Regions from separate parts of the Mus musculus genome. Here region 1 is linked to region 2. The links are chromatin contacts, called in public Hi-C maps. All regions are on one chromosome and are shown on one strand. Each heading gives the region's core, a stretch centred on a gene start, on an enhancer-like site or on the middle of the called end of the contact. The rest is flanking DNA. Distances are from core to core; before and after follow the strand shown. Region 1 overlaps Nup210 (nucleoporin 210). Region 2 has its middle 79 kb from the start of Iqsec1.

Region 1 (6,257 bases), core at 393-2,892, 170 kb after region 2:
TAGCTAAAATGATCTCACAGAAGCAGAGTAGAGCAGGCGGGAGTCACTGGAGGCTTGGGGGGGATACGGGGGGGGGGGGGGGAGAAGGATGGGATGTAGCGCTGAACATGGGGAGCAGTATGCTCTGGGGTTCTGCAGCACAGGGGGGCAACTAAATACCAGAATAATCGATTACATGAAGAACGCCAAAGGGAGCAGTCTGAAGCTTCCCAACACAATGGAAATATCATTTGAAAGGAAGGGTTGCCCAGACTGATTTGATAGCTCACAGATTTTATATATGTACACACACACACACACACACACTGTGTATGCTGTAACTATGCAATAATGTGGTTTAACAAAAAGCTAAAAAGGCTTGAGGATTTCATCTCAACAAGTCTTCAAGTTGAGATATAGAAGTCTTTCTCTGAGCACCCCAATCCAAGGTCAAAAACAAAACAAAACAAAAGAGACGGTCATTGATTCTGCAGCAGACACTGGGGCTTAAGCCACCTGCAGGTTCTGAGTCTGTAACCCCCACCCCCACCCCACTTCCCACTCCTTGATGTACCTCTTACTGTAAACCATCCTTACTGGCACAAGTGAAGCAAGTGAAGGAGATACGTGGGGGTCGGTGGAGTATTAATTCTCAGCTCCAGGGTGAACAAGGGCCAGAGAAGGCAAAACCGCCTCACAGATCCACACCAGAGCAGTAGGGGAAACAGGTGTGCTTGACCCCACCAGGAGAGATGAAGGCTGGTCCTCAAGGCCCAGGCTGTACAGCTGTACAGCTCTCCTAACCAAGCTTCCACCAGACGGTGAGGATCAAAGGCAGAGCTGTCTTTCACCCACCAGGGACCCGGCTCACAGCACCCGCCCCACAGCTGGAAAGGCTATGGACATACTCAGCATCAGAAGGTTCATTCAGATGTGTGGGAGGCCTGGATGCACAGAGGTGATCAAGCCCTACTCTGAGATGACTTTGGGAAAACACAGACCCTAGGAGGAGCAGCTGCTGGGTTTGGAGACGGATAAAGCTGGTTCCGCATTTTCAACTCTGCCCACCTCAGAGATGGTCATGGTGATGGGGGAGATGAGGCTATGAGGTGAAGGTTCCAAGCCCACAGAACTGGCCTTAGCCACCATGTACACAGGAGGGATACCAGAGTATGTGCTGGAGGGACGAGGAAACCATGACTTCCTTCCTCCATGCAGGGCCGAGGCTACTTTCTCCCACATCCCTGAGCTGGATGCACTCAGGGCCGGGGGCTATGAGACTCCAGAGCTGAGGACTGAACCTGTTGACTGACCTGCTTCTGGGAAAGCCAACCTGTAGGTGTTACCCCCACCACCGCTGGTTGAAGGCCCCAGGCACTTTCTTCCCCTCCTGACACTTACTTTGGAATGCCCTGCCCTGTGACAATACAATGCTGATGTCCTCTCTCCTCACAGCCCCCAGTCCCATTCTGACCACACACAAAGACAACACCCCTCACGAACAGCTGAAACCACAGGATGCTCCACAAGGGCTCTACAGCTCCTCAGGTGCCCAGCAGAGGGCAACAGCGAGTCTGGGCCTGAGGGGTTGTGTCTTGCTTGGCTACTACAGAAGCTCCTGGACTTAGGATGAGGTCACACCCCAATGACACCATCTTGAGTTAACACACCATGGACTGTTGTGCCCCACCCCCTCAGCCAGCCTGACCTACATGTGCTCTGACATGACAGCCACTGACATCAGCTGACAGTACACAAAGACATGGGACTGAGTGAATGCCCATGAGTTATGGACAGCAGAGCTCCACAGAGCATCAGTTTCCCCTATGGTGCTGAAGCTGACTGAGGCTGTGACTGGCTCCACTGGGCACACAATTAAGGGAAGATGAACTGTTTAGTACTAGCCTGGGAAAAGACCAAAACTCCAAATTGGCTTCTAACAAGTGCCTGCCACCTTCCCACCCCTATAACAGAAAACCAGAAGCTAAGTATGTATGTCTCGCTGTAAGCTGGGAACAGCTATGCAACTGGACTTTGGAATGTCTCCCACCTTTGCAGGCCCTGGATTCCCTCATGCAAGGTGCAAATGGAAACACCCCACACAGCTCTGGCTGTTAAGATTCAGGTGCCTGCATATAGAGTCCCAGCTCTCAGAACAGTCAAGACCATGCATGGGTGCAGGGAGCTAAGGTTCTCTTGTCGATCCACCAGGCAATGTCTCCTCCCTCCCCAAGAGTGGCCATACTCACCACCTGCTTATTCTGCTGCAGCAATGGGCAGGATAGGTCCAGCTGCGGGAGGGCATAGACAGGCATGAGAGTGAGCCTGGATGGTGGGGCACAGATGGACTTCACCACAGTGGGCTCCACAGCAGGGAAGGGGTTAGAGAGGCTGGGCCGGTTCCCCACGGACAAAGCAATGACCTAAAGGAACAAGAGGAGCAGTCAGACACCTGAGCGTAGTCCCTCCTCTCTGAACTGAGACTTAACGTCCGTAGGACAGTGACGATGCCTATACCCCAGGTACCATCTACAAACATCTCAGAGAAGAGGCAGTTTAGGAGATGCCTCATGATTCCCCAGGACATCAGGAAAACTCCATAGCTGAAGCTGGTCCTGGACATTTGAAAGAGGAATCTGTGCTAACTTCACACCCATCAAGGCGAGACACAGATGGAGGAATCTGCACCCTGAAGGTTAAGAGACCTTAACTGTGAAGGAATGGGTCAGAAAAGGGGATGTACAGGACAAAGCCCAGTGGAGAGGCCAGAGCCACAGGTGGAACCACCTAACTCCAGGCCCACTTGCTCCTCCGAGCTAGAGGAGAGAGGCCAACTATGCAACAGTGCACAGGACAGAGCAGGAGCTGTCAGAAAGGCCTGCTTGTGGTTAGACTGGGGCCACTGAAGTCAAGTGCAGCCTCTGGTTTTATATGCAATACAGCTAACAGCTGCACCTGAGGGAGCTAGCATCCCCAGCCTCCTCAGTGACACACAACTTGAGGACAGAACAGTCTGCTCTGAGGCAGGAGGAGGAAGGCACCTCCTGACTTTCTGCCCATGATACCACAAGTGAGGAAGCCCAGAGAGTGTAGGCCTTAGAGGAGACCTGACCTATAACTTCTACAGGCCAAGGCAGGAACTCCAATGACTCAGACAAGCCAAGATAATTCGTTGCTACTCTTAGTCTTAAATAACCGCTGAGTCATTTCTTCAGCCTCAGCTTTTCTTGTTCTTAATACTGTCCTATACTTCTACTAGCACCTCTAGTGAGGGCTTTCTCCAGGCACTCCTTTGACACAGCAGCCTGCTTTGGATTGCTGATGTCAGGGGGCTCTGTCAAGGTGTACATGTGCATCTTCAATGGACTCTGCATTCTTTTTTTTTTTTTTTTTTTTTTAAAAGATTTATTTATTTATTATATGTAAGTACACTGTAGCTGTCTTCAGACACACCAGAAGAGGGCATCAGATCTCATTACGGATGGTTGAGAGCCACCATGTGGTTGCTGGGATTTGAACTCTGGACCTTTGGAAGAGCAGTCGGGTGCTCTTACCCACTGAGCCATCTCACCAGCCCGACTCTGCATTCTTTTCACTCTCACTTTTCAGTTCATGGTTCTGCCTGCTCTCTGTTCCCGTATGGGGACTCTCAGAAACAGATCCATCAGAAGCCAGAAGAGTGCAAGGCCCACACACAGACGTGGCCAGGCCTGAGGAATAGGGTACTATGCCCAGCCATGCAGGCTCTGCGGGAACCCAGGATACGACACGCTTGGTTCAGTCCTCTTAATCTTCCAATATTTTTTGGTTTTCAGCACTAAACCAAAACCAAACCAAATTCTGAAACTGGGCATAATAACTTATGCCTGTAATCTCAGCACTTGGAAAGCTGAGGCAAAGTGAGTTCAAGGTCAACCTATGCTACATAATAATAAAGTGCATTCCATTCAAGCCACCCTCAGCTGCATAGGGAAACCCTATCTCAAAACAACCAAAAGTTCACACATCAGGCATTGGCACATACCCCCAAATCCTGAAAGAAGAAGTATGTGTGCTAAACCCAGGTCCAGGGTCACAAACTTTTTGAAAGCTGCCCGACCCTGAAACATGGGGTTTTGTGACTCCTGATCTCAAACCTCTACCCCTACAGCAGTAGATGGGGGGATACTATAGCCCTGGGAAAGAGGAGGCCACTCTGACTTTTCTGGTGGCTTTAAGAAAGCTGATGTGTACTGGGGATTCCAACAGCCACATTCTATTCAGTTGGCAGGCCACCTCACTGAGCCTTGGACTCCCATGTTCTTGGATACAAGAGGAACAACATTCTCATAGCTCTCTGAGGACTGAGTAAATTTTCTGTCTCTCCCAGTAGGCAAGGTGGCACTGAGAGTGACTGTCTACTCACCTGCTCACCCAAGGCCTGGCAGGTCATGAGGACCCGGTGCTGCTGGTAATTCCGGGAGGCTGGAGGACCCAAGAGAGACAGGCTGATGCTGCCTGTGTCTTCAGAAGTGACATTCCGAAAGAATTTGGAAGGTTCCAGGACCCATGGCCTGGGGCCTCCTTCAAACAGCATTTCCTTTGAGGAGCCTAGGGTCACCACAGCAACAGAAGAGGGATCCACAGCCTGAAGAAAGAAGGGGAAAGCTTAGCATTGCTCTGGGAGGAGGTGGCCAGGCAATGCTAGGCATAGAGAAGTAAGGTCCCCACCCTGCTTGGGGGACTGCCAGGCAAAGCCTGTGTCCTCTTTGAAATTCAGTCTTCACATGGGTATCAGGCACAGAGTGGCCATGAGTTAGGGGCTTTGGGAAGAATTAAGTCCTCATTGGAGCGGGGAGTACACTAGAGTGCAGGGCATGGTGGTGCCCAGTTTAATTGCAGCATTCAAGAGGCAGGGGCAGGGGTGGGTTTCTACAAGTTCAAGCCCAGCTTGGGCTACATAGCAAGTTCTAAGCTAGTTGGAGTCACATAGAGACCTTGTTTCAAAATAAGATAAAATAAAACCCTAGAAATTCCTACCTAGGATCTATCCTAACACAGACTACATGGGAGAGAAAGGACTTCATGAACAAAAACATGCTTTTCATGCTCATTTCTCAGAGGTAAGAGCCAGCAACACATTAATATTCACAAAGAAGGTTCTGGGAAGGCATGATGCACTTCGCACAGGTCCCAACACAGTACTTACTTACCAAGTGCTGAATGTAGGGCATAAGACTGAACATATACATTAATCCTACCATACTGCCACTACTACTACTTCTACTTATGATTATTATTATTATTATATTCTATGAGTAGTTTACTTCTTCTCCTTCTCCTCTTTCTCCTTCTCCTCCTCCTTCTTATTATTATATTCTATGAGTAGTTTACCTGGGTGTATATCTATGTACCACATGCATTCACAGAGGACAAAGAGGGCTCTGATTCCCTGAGACTGGAGTTCCAGGTAGTTGTGAGCCACTATGTGGACGTTGGGAGTTGAACAGGAAGAGCATCCAGTGATTTAATGACTGAGCATTTCTCCAGCTCCTGCTTTAGCCACTGAACCGTCTCTCCAGCCCCCACCCCAACACACACATACACACTGCGCTTTAAAAAACAAAAACTAGCCAATGTGAAGGCAGAGGTCTGTAACTCCCACTACTTAGGAAGCAGTTTAAGGCCTGCCTGGGTTACATAGCAAAACTATCTCAAAATAAAAATTAAAAGGTTTGAGATGTGGTCAAGTGCTTGCCCAGCATGCTCAAGGCTTGCTCTCTGGTGTGGAATGCTCTGTGTGTGTGTGTGTGTGTGTGTGCGTGTGTGTGAATGCTGTGTGTGTGTGTGTGTGTGTGTGTGTGTGTAGTGGAAGATCGCTTTCACAGGAAACAAAGCTGCAGACAGGCGATGCACAGGGTTCAGGTGTCCCTGGCCAGCTTGCTCAGGGCCAGCTCAATGTCTTGCTCCCAAGCTCTCTTCGATTTCCTTTTGTGTTTCAGGGTTGTTTTGTTTTCTTTTTTGAGACAGGTCTCATCACTGAGTCCAGGCCTAGACTGGCCTGGAACTTAAGATCCTCCTGCCTCAGGCACCTGAGTGCTGGACTTACAGCTGTACACAACCACACCTGGCTTTATCTTCCTCACCTGTGTGCAGAGGCACCCAGCACAAGTCTCTAGGTCCGTGTTATATTTGGCAAAGAACAGTGCCCAGCACTCTACAGATTCTCAACACTAACTGAAGCAAACTGTGAATTAGCCAGTGAGATCACACAGCCCTCAAAGTCTCCACTAAGCAAA
Region 2 (5,929 bases), core at 2,867-5,366:
CTGTGCTATGTGGGATGTGTGCAGAAGACATCAGGCTTCTCCCACTTCCAAGCCCATACTCCTACCCAACCCCAGTGAGCTTCGGGTGCTCCTGAGCTAGTTAGTGCCACACTTGAATCCAACTCTTGTATACACTGCTCTGATAGCCAGACAAGGGATCCACATGGGTGATGAGACTACACACTGTAGCTAGACAGTATGGTCTACAGGGCTCCCCATCCTATGGTTCAGCCAGAGCTAATGTTAGCTAACATCATGAGCTAACATTGTTTTCTCTGTACAGTCACACAGTTACCTGCCTCCACTGCTCTCTCTAATGTTCTCTAATGGCTGTACTGTCTCCCATATATACTCTGTACTCATAGTGGATGATTGCTCCTGGCTGTCCTTTGCTTAGAGACCCCATGGCTGCTCCGTATGCAGTTACAACCTAAGCAAGATCCTCATTGATCTATGACCCCATCTGACCTCACCATGTGCCACCGCCTCCCTTAAACTCCAGGCTACACTTGCCTCAAGTCCCTTTGCTCTTTCTATCCTTTCTTCCAGGTTCCTTCCTGACAAAATCCACAGGATCTCTTTACCTCTTATAATGGCTATTCCTGGTTGTCAACTTGACTATTTTTGGAATGAACTACAATCCAGAATTGGAAGGCTCACTCACCTATGATCCAGATCTTGAAACTTGTATCTAGGAGATACAAGTTTCTGACCTGGATCTTGGCATGGAGATCTTGAGGCATAGTGGCTATGAATCCCAGGAGACTAAGGCAAGGAGATCACTGAGTTCAAGGTCAGCCTGGGACAAAAACAAGTCCCAGATCCAGATGTGGTGGTACACACCTTTAATCTGGACCACACCTTCTTCTGGAGACCTACATAAGGACTTTGGAAGAAGGAAGATTTGCTCTTCTCCTGCTTGCATTTACTTGCCAGCACATCTGTTGGATCTACTACTAGCCTTGTGGGGCTGAGCAACTACTAGATCCTTGGACTTCCCATTCACAGCTAACCACTGTTGGAGAGTTGGACTACAAACTATAAGTCATCATAACAATTCCTGTACTATATAGAGACTATCCATAAGTTCTGTGCCTCTAGAGAACCCTGACTAATACATCTCTACAGGTCTCTGTTTGCTCCAAGGACTCTTCTTAGCAAGAGAAGTGCACTGAATTGGGGGAGTCCCTGTCCCATCCTCATCCTTCCCATTCTTTCCCTCACTACATGAACCCAGGTGGTCTCTGAATAGCACTTGCACTCAGCTACCCATAGTCCTCAGGAGCTGTCCACAATGAGCAATGGTTTTAAATTCTGATTGGGCCACTTACCAGCTGGGTGACTTTAGGCAAGTTACTTTACCTCTCGGTGCCTATATGTTCTCATTTGTAAAACATACCCTCACTTCCTTAAATGAGTACAAACTGCCTGGATGTAGCATGTGTTCAATCAGCTATTATTAGCATCACAATGTGCCATGGGCCAAGGGCTCCTGGGCAGCAGCCCAGTTTGGGCTCTAGCCCACCCCCCACCCAGTGTGACCTTGGGCAAGTCTTTTTCCTTAAATATGCCCTCCAGCTGCAGAGTCTGGGTGTTAGCCAGGAAGGTTCTGAGGCCTTTGTGGATTAGAGCACGTCCACAAAAGTCTCCAACGTTCCTCCAGCTGAAAGGAATGGCTAACCCTTCCATTCCCAGACCTTCTCTGGGCAAACTGGTTCACTGTGTGCCTCTCTCCATTTGGGCTAATGCTGTAAGCTGGGTGTATTATAAACAAGGGCAACTGACTACACCCAGTTCTGAAAGCTGCAGGGCTAAATAAAGGTGTCTTCAGATTCAGCATTTGGCGAAAGCCTGCTTTCTGGTTCACAGATGGAGGTGGAGCCTTCTGCCTCAGCCCTTACATGACCAAAGGCACCAGTGCTCTCTGGTAGTTCCCTTTACAAAGCCACTAGTCCACATATCAGAGCTCTGCCCCAACCCCTGCCCGCTCCCAGCAGCCTGCCCCCCCCCCCCAAATACCTTGCTTTGAAATTAGGTTTCTGCATTGAACTTGGGGCTAGCCACAAGTGGTCTGCTACAGTATCAGCATCACCAATGAACAGAAGGTGGTCACTACAGTCACTGCTTGGCAGCCCTGTGGGATTGCTCACTGGGGGCCACTCAGGTAGCCTTTAGCCAATTCCAGCACTGGCTCCACAGTTCCCACCAGGAGCTCCACCCTCCACAGTTCTCCTAGCAACTTTATCCCTCAGCCTCAATCCTTAAAACAGACTTTCTGTTCTCACCCCTCCATTTTCCTGTCCCACATCCCGCCTCCACCACAGCTGGAAAGACCAAGCTGGAGCCACACTGTCATTCTGGCTTTCTTGGGTCCTTGTTTTCTCATGTCCCCACTGATATCTGCTCAGCTTTTCTGAGGCCATACCTGGGTTCTACCCCTCCACCCTGCAGGATGGCCCTGGACAATGCCAGAGTTTACCTTCCTAGAACATTCTCCACTCTTCTGGAAGGCAGCTGGTACCTGCTCAAAGATATGTCCTCAGAGAGCTTCCTGCAATATTCCTGACCTCCTGTCACCTGTGTGTCAAATGTTCTCCAGAGCTAGGCTGTGCCTTTCTTTCCTGGATGTTTCAGGAGGGACATCGTCTTGTCTGTGCTCATTCCCTACATGACTCTGGCTTTGAAACTGCAGTTGACATACAGAGGCACCTCACTGAACACTTTATTAGGAGAGCACAAAGTATGATAATGGATGAAAGAGCACCTTGATGATGACCACAAACACGAAGATCATTACCTGAGTGAGACAGCCACTTCATGGTATAGAAATAAACTGCTACAGTCCATTTTCAGTATGAAGTATGCTTAGAGTTCTTCATCACTTACAGACAGCAGGAGATTCTAGGCACACCTCTACCCTAGTAGGTGGCTGGTACCTGCTTGTCTCAGAATTCTGAGAATTGGAGAGTTATATAGGCAATCTGCTATTATCAGAAAGGGGATGCACTTTCAAGCCCAGAGATAGTTATTAGATAAGGCTGTGTCCTAAACCAATGAGATGGAGATGTTTGGGAAGGAAGCAGGCCCAGGCCTATGGGAGAGGAGGACAAGAATTGTAAACCATCAGTGATAGCAACTATTTTGGTTTCTCTTTATATATTGCATCCCTTTTTGCAGAGTGTTTATTAAAAATAATGCTGCCAGGCCTTTAATCCCAGCACTCGGGAGGCAGAGGCAGGCAGATTTCTGAGTTCGAGGCCAGCCTGGTCTACAGAGTGAGTTCCAGGACAGCCAAGACTACACAGAGAAACCCTGCCTCAACACCCCCCACACACACAAAAAAAAAAAAAAAAAAAAAAGAAAGAAAGAAAAAAAAGAAAAAAATGCTATGTTTTCACTCATCTTTTAAGTTTTTAATTTTATTTCCAAAAATGGTTGACACATCCGAGGACAAAGGCTGGGATGCTACAATCAGTAGGAATCTAATGGGGGGGAAATGTGCCCAAGAGGAAGAGGTCATCTGAGGGCGGAGGAAAGCAGGAGTGTCTTAGAGTGAATGCTTTATGTCCACAGCATCCTAGCTGCTGGGTAGCACATTAGCCTACCCATTCTCCAAGGAGAGGCATCTCAGCTTCTGACGGGGTTTCTCTTAAATGCTAACTCTATGCTCACTTCTCCAGGAAAGTTTCCCTCCATTCCATTTCAGGGCAGATGCAGCAAGGCTCCTAAATCAAGGTGGTAGCAGCCTCTCATTGGTGTCATGCAGAGGAGCCAGTGGGCAACGGGCACTCACCATTACTGAGCTCTGCCTCTTTAATTTCCTGGGCTGTTTCATGCTGGTTAGCCAGTCTCATCTCACTTCTGGCAGAGAGCTGTGCTTTGTCCTCAGCTGTCCCACAGGAACAGAGGATGGTTGCAGCTCCTCTAAGGTCCCCATGGCTACTTTAACCAGCAGCCCAGCCCTGAGCACCAGGCCGCTACCAAGGGTCCCCCCAGACATGGAGAGTGGCATTCCAGGCAGAACTGCTTCTGGATGTACGTTCACACAGCCAATGCATTTCTGGGAACTGGGACTTGTTTGGAGATTTTTTTTTTTTCCGACAAGACTATTCCAATTTTGTCCTTAAGTGTGTCTTTAAGCAGCTGCCTGTGCTCATGAATCATTTACCAGGAGAGCAAGCTCATCCTCCATTTTTTCATCCTTCCTTGCCCCTTGATGGAAGAGAAAGTAGAAATGTCCTAGTCTCTGGCCAGGAGCTTTCAGAGGTGTGAGCTGCCACAGGCTTACTGGAGTCACTGGCAGGGTGCATAACGGGGAAACTGAGGCTTACACACCTCTAAGGATGGGCCTCCTCTAGTTAGTAACCTAGCCTGCATCTAAGCTAAGTATCCACGCATCAAACAATGATGTGCCCCAAGTGTCAAAGTTGATCCTACAGCCCAGGATTACAGTGCCTAGCTTAGGTATCTTCACATTCTTGGGATGGAGCCTGGCCCTTGGGCACATAGGTATTTAGGAGGGAAGCAAGAATGTTAGAATGACAGATGTAGGACAAGATAGATAGAAAGGGATCCATTGTACTCAACTCATTAGAGACCTGGATGAAACCTTACTCATAAGTGAGCTCTTATCCTGGAAATCCAAATTCAGTTCCATGAAACACAGGGCTTTGGAGCACTTGGCACATTCCTTACTAGGGCCTCTGCACCTGCCTTTGCACCTGCTGGCTGCTCTGCCAGGCTTTTGTGCCTGCCTTCTTTCCTCCCTTCAGCCCATCCATCCATCCATCCATCCATCTATCCAGATTTGAGCCAAATCCACTTCCAGACACTCCATGCCAAAGGGTGCTTCATATTCAAAGCTCTCACTCTGGCAAATCTCCCTTAATAACACTTAACACCTCCTGAAATTCTGTTCTGTCCAGTAATATATGCATCATCTTCCATGGCATGCTGACATCCTGGGGGGCGGGGGCAGTTAAGTCCTTCTTTGCTGGACCAGCACCATGCCCATCTCAGGATGTAAGCTCCGTAAAAACCCCAAAGCTTGAGTATGGAAGTGATCTTTTCATAGACATGAATTGTGATCAAGGAAATCACAGTTGAATATCTGTATACAGACGATCATTACTAGAGATGAAAGTCTGACAAAAATGGTATTTACAGCAGCTTAAAATACCCAACACCTGGAAAAGAGTCACACAGGCGGGAAGAGGCTGGGAAAGCGGGCTCCTCGGCACTTCTGCAACTTGCTTACTTTGCAGTTACTTTAAAAGCAGAGTCTCCAGCTAGGGCTCAATGTCCTGCCACTACTCAAGGACCCCCCCTAACCTTAAGCCCAAACCAACAGACTGAGTAGTATGCAAAGAAACCTACATGAAATCTGGGCCCACCACTCTCTGGTGGAGCATGAGTCACTATGGAAGGCCCTAACAGGAAGAGACTACCCTGACACTGGTGAGTACCACTGCCCAATGTCCAGCATACCCACTCTGACTCTTTGCCAGGCAGGAGTTCTATCAGAATCTAAGGTTCAACTGAGATGGAGTCTATCTGAAACTGAAAGTCTTAAGCTACTAACCCTATAGGAGATTTCCAACAGGCAAGGGGAGCCCAAGTCCCCAATTCTGTATGAAGGACAAGCACTTCACAATGAAGTTCTTCCACCAAATTCACGGGGACCCACCTCCCCCCTCACATCTAAACATGCAGATGGAAGAGTATGCTTACCAAATAGAATGCATCCATGATTCGCTCACTCATTTATTTACTCATCTGTCCCTCCCTCCTTTCACTGCTACCCATATATCTATCTACACGCCCACTCACTCATGCATACATCTGTCCTTCCACCCATTTATCCAGTTAGTCATCTCTTCATCATGGTCACACAATACCCAAAGCAATCCACATCTAAAGAGTAAGGGGT

Evidence for each region. Hi-C and Micro-C count contacts between places; a contact is called where the count stands out from the background.
Region 1: a contact with region 2 is called in a Hi-C map of cerebral cortex, with 2.2 times the contacts expected there. The contact joins two enhancer-like sites. A contact is called at or near these places in 8 of 484 Hi-C or Micro-C datasets (the HL-1 cell line, cerebellum, cerebral cortex and 3 more), 1 of 115 datasets of contacts at active chromatin or transcription factors (astrocytes) and 2 of 9 other capture datasets (adipose tissue and pancreatic islet).

What each region holds. Positions count from the first base shown.
Region 1 is chr6:91,058,334-91,064,590 of GRCm38.p6, forward strand. It overlaps Nup210 (nucleoporin 210), which reads right to left. Exons shown (of 40, transcript NM_018815.2): 15 at 4,385-4,606; 16 at 2,229-2,402. Among named protein-coding and RNA genes, the nearest start is that of Gm38860, 51 kb to the left of the region's middle. Within about 2 kb of position 1,643, at least 25 of the 459 cell types and tissues checked have an H3K27ac peak or open chromatin away from gene starts, as enhancers often do. A contact at or near this core is called in cerebral cortex, where this site is marked.
Region 2 is chr6:90,885,730-90,891,658 of GRCm38.p6, forward strand. It overlaps a transcript of Iqsec1 not described here. Among named protein-coding and RNA genes, the nearest start is that of Iqsec1, 79 kb to the left of the region's middle. Within about 2 kb of position 4,117, at least 6 of the 459 cell types and tissues checked have an H3K27ac peak or open chromatin away from gene starts, as enhancers often do. A contact at or near this core is called in cerebral cortex, where this site is marked.